Regions from separate parts of the Sus scrofa genome. Here all the other regions are linked to region 1. Evidence: chromatin contacts called from public HiChIP or PLAC-seq data. All regions are on one chromosome and are shown on one strand. Each heading gives the region's core, a stretch centred on a gene start, on an enhancer-like site or on the middle of the called end of the contact. The rest is flanking DNA. Distances are from core to core; before and after follow the strand shown. Region 1 holds the start of MKRN2 (probable E3 ubiquitin-protein ligase makorin-2). Region 2 holds the start of RAF1 (RAF proto-oncogene serine/threonine-protein kinase). Region 3 holds the start of TSEN2 (tRNA-splicing endonuclease subunit Sen2).

Region 1 (5,047 bases), core at 843-3,342:
GATCTCTTTTGACTTTCCTATGGATTTGGATGGGCCATAGAATCTACAGGAGCATGAACTCTGAAGCCATACTGCAGCCACCTGGAAGCTGGATAACCCTGGCAAGTCACTTCAATGCTGAGGCTTTGTTTCACAATCAATCTATGCATTGGTGCATAGTGCTGGATTGTGCCACGAATTACAGCTGGTAAAGAACCTCAAAGAGCACCTAGCACATTGCAAGCCCTACAATGAACATCAGTTAGTACTTCAACAGAACTAATCCCTTCCCAACATGCCAACCCATTCTAGATTCTAAGCACTAACTTTCTGCAGGGCATCCCTGTTTGGGAAACACAGAATTAAAGTTTTCAGGTCAGTGTAGAAGGAAAAACAAAAAACAAAAAAAAACCCAAGATGATCTTGACTTAAGTTTTTGTTCCTGTAGTTAGATGTAAATTAGAGACAAGCTCTAAGTCTGAGCATTAAGGTTTCCTCACCTGTAAAATTGGGTACCACGAAGAGCTGAGATTCAGTTATAAAGCATCATATAAACAGGCAGTTTTGTTGACATATCTTAGGAGCATCAGCCATAAGTACAGTCCACAATGACTAAGAATACTGCTTTGTCATACAAATAAAAATAAACACACGAATAGGTCTTCACAAGAGACCTTCTAGAACAGATAACCTGGTAAAAGTCTTTTGTATAGACACTAAGTGTAAATTTCTGACAACTGCTTAATATAAGTTAAGTTATCGAGGGCTGGATAAACTGGCTGAACAGTTTAAACAGTTTAGCTGAAACTTTTTACACAGTCACTTCTCAACTATTCATACTAATGAAAAGAAGTAACAACATAGATGCTACTTACATACACTGTTCATTACATAACCAAACTACAACTGTGAGCTGTTTTTTTTCCTCTAATCAATGTTTCCCATACAGATTTAACTGAAACCAATTAAAATAAAAACTATTTCCCAAATTCATTAAGACTAGGATCCCAATACCGTCAAACCACATGCTTACCAAGGAAGGAAGGTGTTAACCAAAACCAAGCTATTTCTATTTAACAGGAGCAGTGAAGTCATACAATTTTGAATTTTTTACAACCATCCACCCATTGCTGTTGTATTTCTCCACGGAAATGGATCCCTCAGTAAGATGAGGGCATCATTTATTCCCACGCTGTAAAATAGGAATAACATCTGCCCAGAAACGTTACGGTGAGGGCTAGTGACAACGAATGCAAGGGACCTGGAAATATGCAGGACAAAGAACGAACTTTCAGTAAATGCTACTTTCCACACAATTCTTAACTTGCTAACTCTCTATAAAGTTTAGGTTGCACCGAAGTTCTTCAAACTCTTAGGAAACGAAGGCCGCTTACGGGGCTCCAGTTCTTTGAGGCCCTAACCGACGATTAACAGCCCAACCCTGCGTGGCATCTCCATTTGCAAACGACCTCCTGGAACCTCTTTCCTCCAAGTCACCTCTTCCAGCTACACCCACAGTCCTGGGGTCGCCTCCAGGGCCCAGCACCCTGCACGGCCCCGCCAGCACCCCTTCCTTCCAGGGCAGGGACCACGCTTGGAACCCGTAGACAGCCCCCCGCGCCGGCCTCGACCGAGTCTCCGCCACGAGACTCGGCCACGCCCCGCCGGGTCCCCGGCTCCGGCCGCACCGACTCCGTGGGAAGTCGGATGATGAACCGGGAGCCACTTTCCACGAACCGGCTCCAGCCTACTTCCCTGGCGCAGGACTGGGGCGCACCCTTGGAAGGGCCCGAAGCGACCCGGCGCTCTGGGACCCTGCGGCGCCGCGCACTGACCTGCAGGTGACCTGCTTGGTGCTCATGGCGGTCGGTTTGGGGAGCCGTCGTCTCACAACAGCCTCTCGCTCTAGCTCTCGATCTGGCAAGCCGCCGCCGTCTTGGCCCCGCCCACTCCGCGCGGCCGCGTCACGCCGGCGCACTCCGCCGCTCTCGGGCCGCACCTTTGTAGCGCCGGCAAGAAACCTCGCAGCCGTCACAATTGGTTCCGCCCCAGAGGTGAGGCGGGGCCGCAACTTCTGCATTCCTAGGACAGCGTTTCCAAGCCTCGTGGGCGGGGCCACACTAGAATCCTGGTCCTGCGGGTCTGTCCGGGTGCCGACAGTTAGTTCCTACGGGTCTGACCCTATCTCCAGCTGCGTTCCTTAGCGACTTCTCGCTTCCCAAGAATCACCTCCCCAGTCCCGAGGCCAAGCTCCCGCCTCTTTGAGCATCTTAATCCCGCATACCCCTGCCCATCCTCATGTGCAGTCCCTCGGGCCCCTTTCCCAGACCAGCCTCTACTGTTCCTGCCAAACCTCGCCTCCCGTTTACGGAATTCCTTAGCCCAAAGTCTCTACTCCCACCCCAAGTTTTAGAGCTCATTTTCTGTCTCGGCATTCCTCAGCTGTTCTTCCATTTCCTATGGTAGTCACCCAAAAAGACGTTCGTGGCTTTTGGTCTAATTGCCTATGTCCTGCGAAGCCTGCTTTCACACCTTTCTCCAACGCGTCCTCTTCATTTCCACGGTCGTGGTTCCTGTCTAAGCAAACGTCACTCCTTGCCTGGGCCACGCAGTGACCTCATAACTAGTCTTCTGGCTTCTGCTCCTGCCCTTTTCTTGTTAGTCACACAAAACCTGTTTTTAAAACATAAATCGGGTCGTGTCATTCACCACCGTTAACCCTTTCAATGCTTTCCCATTGCTTTTTTTTTTAATTTAATTGTAAAAAATTGAGCCATCATAAACTACAGTGAGGTGCACAAAATACTCATGCCTGTATGAATTTTTACATATCCGCTCTTGAAACCACAGCTAAGATTTAGAGAGAGAACTTTGGGAGTTCCCCTTGTGGCTCGGAGGCAACGAACCCCACAGTATCTATGAGGATGCGGGTTCAATCCCAAGCCTTTCTTAGTGGGTTAGGAATTCGGCATTACCATCAGCTGTGGTGTAGGTCGCAGAGGCGACCGCAACTGGAGCGTTGCAGTGGCTTAGGCTGTGGTGTGGACCAGCGCTGCAGCTCCAATTCGACTTCTAGCTGGGGAATTTCTATATGCCGCAGGTGCAGCCCTAAGAAAGAGTGAGAGAGAAAGGAAGGAAGGAAGAGGAAAGAAAGGAAGGAAGGAAGGAAGGAAGGAAGGAAGGAAGGAAGGAAGGAAGGAAGGGAGGAAAGGAAGAAAGAAAGAAAGAAAGAAAGAAAGAAAGAAAGAAAGAAAGAAAGAAAGAAAGAAAGAAAGAAAGAGACAGAAAGGACGGACTTTATCAACATTTCAGAGGGCTTCTTTATGCCACCTCCCAGTCAATACTTCCAAAAGGTAACTACTTATTCTCACCTCCACCACCATGAATTAGTTTCGATCGTTCTTGACCTTCACATAAATGAAAAAATTCCGTGTGTACTCTTCTGTCTTCTTCTGACCAACATTCCAGTGAAATCCACCCATGTTGTTATAGATAGCTGTATTTTACTTTGCTGTAAATACTGTAAATACTGAGTCTTTTGAGGAATGAGCATGTATATACTTCCTGTATATACTTCCAATTACTTGGAACTTTTAAAATTTCTCTCAGAAATTTAGGAAGTATATTGGATAATTTGTGCAATTATCAGTGTACAAGTCTTCAGAAACTTTTATTAGATTTATTCCCAGGTGCCTAGATGAATTTTTTTGATGCTGTTTTAAATGACTTTTTTGGTTTGTTTGTTTTTTTAGGGTCGAACCCATGGCATTTGGAGGTTCCCAGGCTAGGGGTCAAATGAGAGCTGTAGCTGCCAGCCTACACCACAGCTTACAGCAACTGCACCAGATCCACTGAGTGAGACCAGGGATCAAACCCGCATCCTCATGGATGATAGTCAGGTTCATTAACCACTGAGCCATGACAGGAACTCCTTAAATGACATTTTTTAAAAATGTCCTACTTGTTGCTTGCTCCATTGCTAAATTCATGTATTAATTCTAATGATTTGTTTGTTGTTTTGGATTTTCTACACACACAATCATGCCATCAATAAATAATGAGTTTCGTTCACCCTCTCAAATTTCATGTTCTTTATTTCTTTTTCTTACCTTATCTCACTGCTGAGAACCTCCAGTGTAACCTTAAATAGAAGTGGTAACAGTGGACACCCTTGTCTTATTCTTGAATTTGGGTACTTAATATTTCATCATTAATTAAAATGTGAGCCGTGGACTTTTTGAAGCTATCCATTATAAGATTAAAGGAGTTTCTTAATCTTTCTAGTTTTCTTAGCATTTTTAAACATGAACATTATTTATTTATTTACTTATTTTGTCTTTGTCTTTTTTTTTTTTTAGAGCTGCACCCATGGCATATGGAGATTCCCAGGCTATAGCCGCTGGCCTACACCATGGCCACAGCAACACCAGATCTGAGCCGTGTCTGCGACCTACACCACAGCTCATGGCAACGCTGGATCCCACTGAGCAAGGCCGGGGATCAAATCTGAAACCTCATGGTCCCTAGTCAGATTCCTTTCCGCTGTGCCACAATGAGAACTCCGATGAACATTTTTTAAACATCCTTTATCCCTTTCCCCCCATCTTTTGAAAAACTATACTGTCGTATCCTTTATTTGGTTAATTTGAATTATACTGATTGAAATATTAATTTTGAATGTTAAACCATCCTCATATTCCTCAGACATACCCCTACTTGGCCATGATATATTATTTCTTCTATGAATCATTAGAGTCTACTTGTTAATATTGTGCTTAGGAGTTTCACATCCTTATTCATAAAAGATATAGGCCTGAAGTCTGCTCTTCTTGTAATGTCCATGTCAAGTTTTGATATCTGAGACAGCTAGCCTCATAAAATGAGTTTGGAAGTCTTCTCTCTTTTCTCTTCTTTGGGAAAATCTGTGTAATGCAGTTATTATTTTTCTTCCTTAAATATGTGGAAGAATAAAAAAATAAAAGAACACTCCATGTGTGTATGTATATATGTATGTGTCTATGTATGTATGTATGTGTGTATGTATGTATGTACACATATATATATATAT
Region 2 (5,047 bases), core at 1,125-3,624, 110 kb before region 1:
CATACTTCCTTTAAGCCACTTCTAACTCACTTCTTTCTCCATTTCTGTTCCTCTTCTGAGATCTTTCCTAACAACTCTAGTTCTCCTGACCTCTCCTTCCATCAAATCAGAGGTCCCCAAAGTAAGAGACATGCAACGCAGTGGAGTGCAAGATGGTCCAGCAGTACCACTCCTAGGTACATGCCTGAAAAAACTGAAAACAGGTACTCAGACAAGTACATGTACATGCATCCTCATAGCAGCAGTGTGTACAATAGCTAAAAAAATGGAAACAGCCCAAACGTCCATCGATGGAAAATGGATAAACAAATTGTGGTCTATACTTACATATTCAGCTGGAATGCCGTACTGCCCCGTGCAGTATGTGGATGAACCTTGAAGACAATATGCTAAGTGAAAGAAGCCAGAACAAAAGATCACATAGAATATGATTCCATTTGCCTGAAATATCCAGAACAGATAAATCCATAGTGATAGAACACATATTGGTAGTTGCCAGGGGCTGGGTGGCGATGGGAGGGGTAGAAACTCCTAACTTTGTAGTGATGGAAATGTTTTGAAACTAGAGGTGGTGGTTGCATAACGTTGTGAATGTACTAAATGCCACTGAACTGTTCCCTTTAAAATGGCTAATTTCATGTTATGTGTACTTCACCTCAGTAAATTATTTTTGAAAAAATGAAGAAGCCACTTTTACTGGTTGGCCAAGGAGGTTTGAATGAGGAACAGGGTCCTTAAACTTTCTGTGATGTGCTGGGCAAATACCAGCTGGAGGAAGGATTGGCCTAGGGGTCAGCAAGCATGGCTTTGCTGCTCTGACCTGAGTAGTAATGATATAAGAGAGAACTATAATAATTACAGCTAACACTTCCATAGTGTTTAATATGAGCCGGGCACTGTTCCAAGTGCTTTACATCTTGAACTCACTAAATCCTTACAATTCTAAGAAGTGGGTAATAGCAATTTTTCATTAGATGAGGAAACTGAGAAACTGAGGTTTAAGTGACTTGTCCAAATCACAGATGAGGAAGTGGAAGAGTCCAAATTTGAACCTTGGCTTTCAGCCTCAACCCCCAGGCGCTGTGGGAAGTACTTTCCATGTTTTATCTCATTTAATCCTGTCAGGTAGATATCACCGTTATTATTCCTAGTTTAAAAAAAAAAAATCCCTCATGGTCCTTCTGTATTCAGTACCTTCCAGTCTTTTCTGTGCATTTACTTATATATATATATTTGTGTATTTACATATACATATATGTATTTACTGGTATTTATATATATTTATGTTGGCCCACATACACCTGCCATTATCTCTTCTTACTTCATCTTCATTTTCCTTTATACTGTACATATGATCACCCGAATTTATTATTTACATTTTCTTTTGGTTTCTCATCATCACTAGAAGACAGAGCTTTTGATTATTGCTGACTTCCCAATACCCAGGACAATGTGTGGTACACAATAGGCACTCAATAAAGATTTAAATGAAAGAAGCATTGTACATGGTACTGGGTAGTTTTGTATGCCTGTATTTGAATAAATAAAATCATTCTGTACATGTTCTTTGTAAAATTTAAAGTCTTGGATTAAAAAAAAAATTAGTACATGGATATAGACATCTTTATCAGAGGGATAGCCTGTACCGTGGAGGGAGCAGACTTTAACCTGTTTCCTATTTCATTTTCCCTACTGTTATCTTTAACTCAGAACAACATGGCAAAAACATCTTAGCACATGCCTTTTTGTGCTACGCGTATTTTTCTAGAATTAGTGCTATAAGTGCACTTGCTGTGTATACGCATTAAGATATCCAGAGATAACCCAAATTGCGCTCCGGATATCCATTCCCTCCAGGGCAGAATGAAGGTACATAGCACGTTTTCACGCATCTTGGACCAGGCTAGATATCATCACTCTTTTTAACTTTTTGCCAGTCTGATGGAGGAAAAAGGACCCCCAATTTACAGATGAGGAAATTGAGACGCAGAAAAGTTTAGGGACTTTCCCACATGACGGGTAGGCGGCGGAGTCGCGATTTGACAACAGATGTGTAGGGCTCCAGGGAGGACGCGCCAAAGCTAGACACCGTCCTCTATGCTTCGAGTTCTCAAGCACGTCTGGTTATCTCTGGACTCTGTGATGCCGGCAGGCTGGCCTCCTCTAGGCCTTAAACTTCTTCGGGGCAGCTAAACTCCAGCCCCTCCCAATTGCCTCTCCGGGGACCAGACGACACCCGACCTACAGCTCTGACGGCGAGGAAATGGCGACGAGCGCGGTTAAGCGGCCACGCCCCCTGAAAGGCGGGGCCCAAGTTCAGGCCAGAGCGGTGGATGCCAGAGCCAAATTGAAGTCGCCTGCCGAGCGAGCTCGCGCAGAAGCAGAGAACTGCTGGCGCCGCAGGTCGAGGGGAGGAGCACCGAGTGGAGGGCTCGCTAGCCGGGGCCGCCCGAGAGTCTCTTCATCGCGGGCGCTGGGGCCGCCATCTTAGATGGCGGGAGTAGGACGAGAACGAGCGTGAGACGCGAAGGCTTTCTGCCGCTCTTCTTGGGCCCCAAAGAGGGCCAGCTGGCCGGGCTTTGGGGCGTGTGCCCTGAGGCGCGGAGCGCTTGTGCAACGATGCGGGGGCTGCCTGGGGTCCCGTCCCCTGGGCTGGGGACGCGCCGAATGTGACCGCCTCCCGCTCCCTCACCCACCGCGGGGAGGAGGAGCGGACCAGCCGCCACCGCTGCCGCCGGACGGCTGGACAAGGAGGCGGCCCGGCTCCCTCAGGTAGGCGGTAGGGCCGGGTCCTGAATGCCGGGGATGCCGGGCGGCCTGTTTGAGGGGGCCGAGTTCCCCGGCGGCCCGGCCTGCGCGGCGCTGACGGGGCGGCCCCGCGGCTGCGGGGTGGAGGGCCCGGGCCAGGCCCCTGTCACCCCGGCTGGTTCTGGGCGGGCGGGGGCCCCGGGGCCCGGTGTCATGGCCGGCGAGCCGAGTTCCCACAGCCCCACTCAGGTTTCCTTGTGTTTCGGGGAAACATGCCAGTGCCACCCCTGTACCCGGTGCACATTCCTTGTATTTTGACCACGGGAAAATCTGCCCAGAGCTGCCTCGGGTCTGTGTGTCACTCAGTTGGGCTCATTTCATTTCTTGCCGCGGAGTGGGGGACCCAGGCTTGCATCTTCTCTCAGCGTCCGTCACTCAAGTGACAACCCTTTTCGGGGAAAATGGGAGCAGTCGGGGAGGAGAGGAGGAAATAGGTCAGCGCCCCACCACAAAGACCTAGGGGCCTCCGGTTGGGTTTCAGGACTCTGCGGGTTACTAATGAGAGGTTTGGGATGCTTAGACTGACGGTTGGCCCCGGGAGGCTTTGGAATGAAGATCTAGGGCTGTCTTTTGTATGAAGTTAGAAGCGCCTGGACGCTTCAGTTCTGCAGCTGCAGAGGCTCTGCAGAGCTAGTCGATGCCGAGAGGCGTTTGGACCTCAGGAGAGGTGAGGCAGCGGTGTTCATTCATTGTTCTCTTCCAAGGGCTCTGGGTGTGCCCTCTGGTATTTTTTCTCTGGTGCGAAGAAAGATAGGATCTCCTGTGTCTCCTTGAGATGTGACCGGTTTCTAGAGGATCAGCCAGTCTCGGGAGGGAGTGGATTCAGCGCACGTTCATTGAGTATTTCTGCATGCCTTGTTCTCTTTGGGCTGAGTGGAGGGAGTCCGCCCTCTGTTTGCTCGCAAGGCGTGAAAACAATGCGCTGTGATTAGGATGGACTTACCAAGTGCCGTGGGAATTTGGATCTAGTTTTGCCTGGGGGAGTTGAGGAAGCTTGTACACTGGAGGGGATTTTTGTGCTGAGTTTTGGACTGATGAGTAAGTGCTTCTCAGGTGAGGAGGAGGGGGAGAGCATGCGAGGCCAAGGGAACAGCTAGTATAAAGGCAGAGAGATACATTAGAGTTGGGATGAATTTGGGGAGAGCAAGCAGTCTGGGGTGCAGGAAGAAGGTGGTGAGAGATGAGAGTCTAAATCAAAAGTTGGCTAGATTGTGAAGGATCTTTCTTTGTTGAAGGTAGTGAACTAGTTGATTTAGTTGGGATTATTTTGAATGAGTATTGCTGATTCTTTTTGCTTCCTGCTACTTTCCCCCTTCTCTTGATGATGTTAAAGCTGATAGTAATTGCAAAACCCCCAACCCCCCCCCACAAAGATTGACTTTGTTATACCCAGTTAAGAACATTTTGATGAGTGCTTTATGTCACATGTTTTGCATTTACACTGTGGTCAAAGAACTAAAGTCGTATTCCTAGGGATTCTTGCGAAAGATTCTTCTAAAGTTATACTTGCTCACAAAAATGTTGACTTTATAAATGTACTACCCTCTACTAATACAACATTTTAAATGGTTGTTGACAGTGTAAATCATGCTCCACAGTCATATAGAAATTAGCAGTTTATTTGAAATACCTGAAAAATTGTAGAATGCAAGTATTTTTAGTAAATTTTTCTGTGGTAAACTGTTTCTTTGGATTGATTTTGTGGATTCTAATTCTGTTTTAAAGTCTTTAGCTCTGTGAACACAATTTTCCCCCAAAGAGCTGTGTTGTTGTGATTGATGCCTGTGTTAAAGTGATTATTATGATATTAGCAGACTTCAGCTAGCAGTTCCTAAATCTTTCCTGGGTTGTAAGGATTGTGTACCCCTTAAGAATATTACAATTCTTTTGTGTTGCTTTCAGTTATCACTTCAAGGGCTAAGCTGTGTAAAATGCAACAGAAACCTTTGACTCAGCTGAACACTGGATACTTGGAGAAAATTAACCTGATACTGTTTCTGTTGTAAAAGCTTATCTTTTAGATATGTGGAGTTTGTGATTATAAATTGTAGTGGAATTAACTTAGTCTTGTTAAACTCTTGTCAGTAATTTAAAAAATGTGTATGCCATTAAAGTAGAAATCTTGAAGGGTTCTCTTGTGGTACAGTGGGTTAAGGATCCAGTGTTGTTGCTCTAGTGGTGTGGGTTGCTCCTTTGGCATAGGTTCCATCCCTGGTTGGGGGAATTTCCACATGCCACG
Region 3 (5,047 bases), core at 1,223-3,722, 66 kb after region 1:
ATGGGACAACACACACATCAAGAATTTGGCTGTAGTAGGCCTTCCATATATGCAAAGCTGCTATCATGACCACGTGACCTTAACAACCCTCGTAGGCTCCCTGAACCCAGTTTCATTACCTTCAAATTGAACAGGACTAGAAAACAGTCTGGAAGTCACTCAAATGTTAAACACTGAATAATCATATGATCCAGCAATTCCACTCCTAGAGAAAAAAGAAATCATGCTCAAACAAAAATTTGTACATGAATGTTTACAGCAATATTGTTTATAACAGTCAAAAAGTAGAAACAACCCCAAAGACTATCAATAGATGAATGGATCAACAAAATGTGCTGTATCCACATAATGGGATATTATCAGCAATTAACAAAGGAATGAAGCCCTGACGCCTGCTTCATGAACCTAGAGAGCATTACCTTGAGAAAAGCCAGTCACAAAGGACCACACATTGTATAAGACCATTAATATGAAATGCCCAGAACAGGCAAATCCAAAGAGACATAAAGTCGATTAGTGACTGCCAGGTGCTGGGGCAAGGGAGGTATGGGGAGTGACTGCCAACAGGTATGGGGTTTATCCTGAATATGATGAAAACGCTTTAAAATTAGATTGCAGGGATGGTGATGATGCATAACTCTGATATACTGAAACTGCTAAACTGCACATTTTACAGGGGTGAATTTTATGATACATGAATCATCTCTCAATAATGCTGAAAAATATCAGTAAGACAAACCAGAAGATCTCTAGTTTCATAGTTTCATGGAAGAGATGTCTTGTGCAGAACTTGGAAGGCAAAGCAAAGGAGAAAGGTTTGAGTTTGCTAGTCTCCACATTTTGAAAGGTTTCTTCAGCACCATGATAGGAGAACAGCCTAATGGGAGATTTAACACAATGATAGGAGCTCACCATCACCAAAAGGTACAACATGCTGACTGTACCACATGCCAGCCACACGCCACATACATGGGTACTACCATCCTTACTTCACAGACTAGGAAACAGAGGGGGCAGGTCATTTGCCCACAGCTATAACATGAAAGGCCAGGACGGCAGGGACACAGGGCATGGTAAGATAGACTAACAAAAGGACCCATGACTGAAGCACATACAAATGTTTAGGAAAGACTGGGCCAGTGGTCAGGTGGGATGTGAAGGCTTGGGCCCAGTGCAAGTTTTTCAGCAGGGAATGAAAACAGCAAAGATTAAGAAAATTAACCTGGGGTCTGAAAATTAACTGCAGCTCTCAAGCTTGGCTGCCTTTGAATCACATGGGGAAATTTTGAAACTCCAGGACTTAGCTGCAACTACATCAGAAAATCTGGGGTAGGACCCAGGTGATTTCAACATGGAGCTAAAGTTGGCAACCTCTGGTGATAGGATGGCCTATTCAAACTCAATCCCAACAACCATCCCCATTGTGAAGGTGAGGAAAGGAACTCAGAAGGGCTGAGTGCTATGTACCTGTAAAGGGCTGTTACTTTTCCTTTCCCAAACCTGGGCATACTGACTCCAGGCGTCCATACCGTTAAGTATATTTACTTTTCTATCAAAAGCAATGCTTGTTCCTAATCTTCCCTTGAGCAGACAAGCTAACACCTTTTAGGTGTTCAGTATACGTTTATTCCAAACAAAACAAAATAAAACGAGTGGGGGAGTAGCTTCATTTAATTTTTCCAACCCTCTGGGCCGACTTTGCTAAACCAGCCTGGTTAAAACCTCCCACCCAGCAAAGTTCAAAGTCTCCCAATTAAAAAACCTCCAAATAAGTACCTCCTAGGCTAGGAGAGGCAAGGATTAAAGGGGCAAGGCAAACAAGCCTGCTTCTGGGAAGCTTTCAAGTTAGAACACGAGACTAAGACAGGTAAACAAACAGCAGACCTGGGAAGGCTGTTGTGAGGATGAAACGGGTGACTGTGCAAAGGAACCTGGTACTGGACCTACTACGTGTAAAGTGCTAGCCAAATGCAAGCTGCAACTGCAGCTAATGACCAAAGTGGTAAGTCCGTGACTCGCTGTTACAACGTATTCCTTTGCTGGTTTCCTTCCCAGCGGCTAAGGCTCCTCTCGGGCAGAGCCAGTATCGAAGTCCGACGCCCCCAGCACAGGACGTGGAGTCAGAGCTCCCAGAAAGAACACAAAAAACAGGGCTACAGGTACAAGAAGAAGGAGGAAAAGGGCTAATTCCGGTTGAAGTAGGAAGGCTGGCCCCTCAGCCCGGCCGTCTGGTGCGGCTGTGCGACCGGAGGAACGTCTCTGGGCCGTTTCCGCTTTCGCCCTGGGGGTTTTCGGAAAACAGGACGTCTCTCCCCAAGGCGGATCCCTCAGTATGCAGCTCAGCTTCCCGGGACACCAGCGGCTCCCAGTCCCGCGCCTTACCTTCCTGGGCCACATGCGATCGCCGTTACCCCGGTAACGCCAGCTGGCGGTCGGACACCACTGCCGTCAAGCAGTGCGGCCGCAAAGCGGGACAGCTGCGCAGCCGCAGAGCACGGGGGAGGACTCACCGGGTCTTTGTAGAGCGCACCTGCGCAGAGCCTTAAGGCGGGTGCTTTGTGTGTACCGCATGCCCTTCACCGCATGTCCTCTTTCCTGCACACACCGTGATTGTACTGACAGCCTCAGTATATACATGCTGTTCTCATCCCCACAATAGTCCCGCAAGATCTGTTTTAACAGATGAGATCGAAGTTACATGTCCATATACACATAACTGGGAGGTATTGGAGTTAGAGAAATATGACAAAAATGGAACCCAGGTCTTCAGATGTCGGTTCTCAGCCGCGGGGCGATGGGATGCTTGAGACGACCGGACTTGAAATGACCCCAGCCCTGGTAAGCAATTCCTCTGAACTCAGCCTGCAGACTTCAGCTTTCTCCATGCTTTTAAGTGCAGCACGCAGGGAAACCTGTAAGAAAGTGCCCTCTCGCAGACACCTGACTCAAAGCCACTGTGGGCACAATAGGCCGGCAGTTAGACCAGTATTTGCAGCCCTACCCCGCCCCCCACCTCCTCACCCTGTCACCAGCTGTGTGGTCTCCAATGAGTGACTTAATCTTTCTGAGCCACAATTTCCTCTACTGAAAAAAAGGGTCGTCAGGATTATGAGGGATGAGCAAAACGACAGTGCCTTGGGAAGAGTAAAAGATTCTCCTGACCAGGAGGCTTGGTAGGGAGTCCAATATATACCTTTCCACATATGAATCCCAGGGTCCCCAGCACACAAACCATGAGTGCAAGGCGGGTAGGTGACAGGGAAGGATGGCAAATAATGCCAGAGAGATTTAAGGGGCTAGGTGTGACAGGCCTTGAAATCTGGACTTTTCCCAGCTTTCTCTGGTCTCCAGGGCTTCCCACACACTGTTGCCACTTCCTGGAACATCTTTCTCCTCTGTCTGCAGCAGTGATTCCTGGTCACCCTACAAGTCTCAACTCAGATACCTTTTCCTCAGGAGACCTCCTCTTGCCTCCCCATGCTGGCTTGGGTGACTGTCCCCTGTGTTCTCATGATAGTTGGGGGAACTCTGTGTTGTCCCCGTTCCCTGGTCCTCCTTAACTGGACTGTGAGCTCCTGGTAGGAAGAGCTCAAGATGTGGTATTCTGTGGCTGGTCAGCCTGTAGGAACCTTAACTGCTCCCTAAAGGAGTTCAGACTTCAGAGAAATCAAAATCAGAATTAGCTTCAGCAGGAGTTCCTGTCCTGCTTCAGTGGTAATGAACCCGACTAGTATCTGTAAGGACTCGGGTTTGATCCTTGGCCTTGCTCAGTGAGTTAAGGATCTGGCACTGCCATGAGCTGTGGTGTAAGTTGCTGATGTGGCTCTGATCCCGTGTTGCTGTGGCTGTGGTGTAGGCCGGTGGCTACAGCTCTGATTGGACCCCTAGCCTGGGAATTTCCATATGCTGCAGGTTTGGCCCTAAAAAGACAAAAAACAAAAGAAAACAAACAAACCAAAAAACCCAACAACAACAAAACACAAAAAACTTCAGCAGTAGAGCCTTGAAGAAAAGGGAGAACTTCAGCAGGGTGCACAGAACAGTGATAAGGGGATGGAGTGGGGAGGGAAGAGAGCTGGAGGGAGGCTGTGATATTGCACCAGAACATGCCAATTTAGGCTTTAGAATTGGAAGGTTTTAAAAATGAAAGGGAACTCAGAGGTTGTCCAGTTCAACTTCCTTATTTAACTGATAAGAAAAAAGGCTCAGGAGTTCCCGTCGTGGCGCAGTGGTTAACGAATCCGACTAGGAACCATGAGGTTTCGGGTTCGGTCCCTGCCCTTGCTCAGTGGGTTAAGGATCCGGCGTTGCCATGAGCTGTGGTGTAGGTTGCAGACGCGGCTCGGATCCCGTGTTGCTGTGGCTCTGGCGTAGGCCGGTGGCTACAGCTGTGATTCAACCCCTAGCCTGGGAACCTCCATATGCCGCGGGAGGGCCCAAGAAATAGCAACAACAACAACAACAACAACAAAAGACAAAAAAAAAAAAGAAAGAAAGAAAGAAAAAAAGGCTCAGAGGTGCTGCAAGTCGCCAGAAGTAGCAGAGCAAGTGTGAGGTGGGGTTGAGACTAGAGCCAGGTCTCCTCAGTGGGTGCTCTGCTGTCAAGGGCTTGGGATGTGTCCATAATGGGGTTTCAGGGGCTGTCATCTGAAGGCCTGTCCCCACATAGGGGCTAGAGCGAAATCTCATGAACAAGATATCCTTCCCCCTAGATTTACTTCTCAGTGTGTATCTTAAAGCTTTGTTATGATCATTTGCAAACATACACAAAAGCAGAAAGAACAGCCTAATAACTCATCATTTCCAGAATCTTCAACCTTTAGTACCTTTTTTTTTTTTTTTTTTTGGCCGTCCTTGTGGCATGCAGAAGTTTGAACCCGACCTGAGCCACAGCAGTGACAATACCAGATCCTTAAGCGCTAGGCCAGCAGGGAACTCTAACCTTTAGTGTCTTGTTTCTTTTCTTTTCAAGTCAAGGCAGCATGTTTAGGGCTCTCTGCACTGGACCCTGCTCCTGACGCTTGGCGGGACAGAGGGGGGACCAGCT

The links. HiChIP or PLAC-seq counts read pairs in DNA pulled down with a chosen protein or histone mark.
Region 2: a contact with region 1 is called in an H3K27ac HiChIP or PLAC-seq map of alveolar macrophages. The contact joins the promoter of RAF1 here to the promoter of MKRN2 in region 1. A contact is called at or near these places in 2 of 5 promoter capture datasets (fetal liver and liver), 4 of 47 Hi-C or Micro-C datasets (heart right ventricle, liver and skeletal muscle) and 2 of 2 datasets of contacts at active chromatin or transcription factors (alveolar macrophages and skeletal muscle).
Region 3: a contact with region 1 is called in an H3K27ac HiChIP or PLAC-seq map of alveolar macrophages. The contact joins the promoter of TSEN2 here to the promoter of MKRN2 in region 1. A contact is called at or near these places in 4 of 47 Hi-C or Micro-C datasets (epiblast stem cells, heart right ventricle and skeletal muscle) and 1 of 2 datasets of contacts at active chromatin or transcription factors (alveolar macrophages).

The regions. Positions count from the first base shown.
Region 1 is chr13:68,543,527-68,548,573 of Sscrofa11.1, reverse strand. MKRN2 (probable E3 ubiquitin-protein ligase makorin-2) reads right to left here and starts at 2,092. Exons shown (of 8, transcript XM_021069355.1): 1 at 1,815-2,092. The coding sequence starts at 2,059.
Region 2 is chr13:68,655,237-68,660,283 of Sscrofa11.1, reverse strand. It overlaps RAF1 (RAF proto-oncogene serine/threonine-protein kinase), which reads left to right and starts at 2,374. Exons shown (of 17, transcript XM_021069350.1): 1 at 2,374-2,772.
Region 3 is chr13:68,478,167-68,483,213 of Sscrofa11.1, reverse strand. It overlaps TSEN2 (tRNA-splicing endonuclease subunit Sen2), which reads right to left and starts at 2,472. Exons shown (of 13, transcript XM_003132372.6): 1 at 2,383-2,472; 2 at 120-205.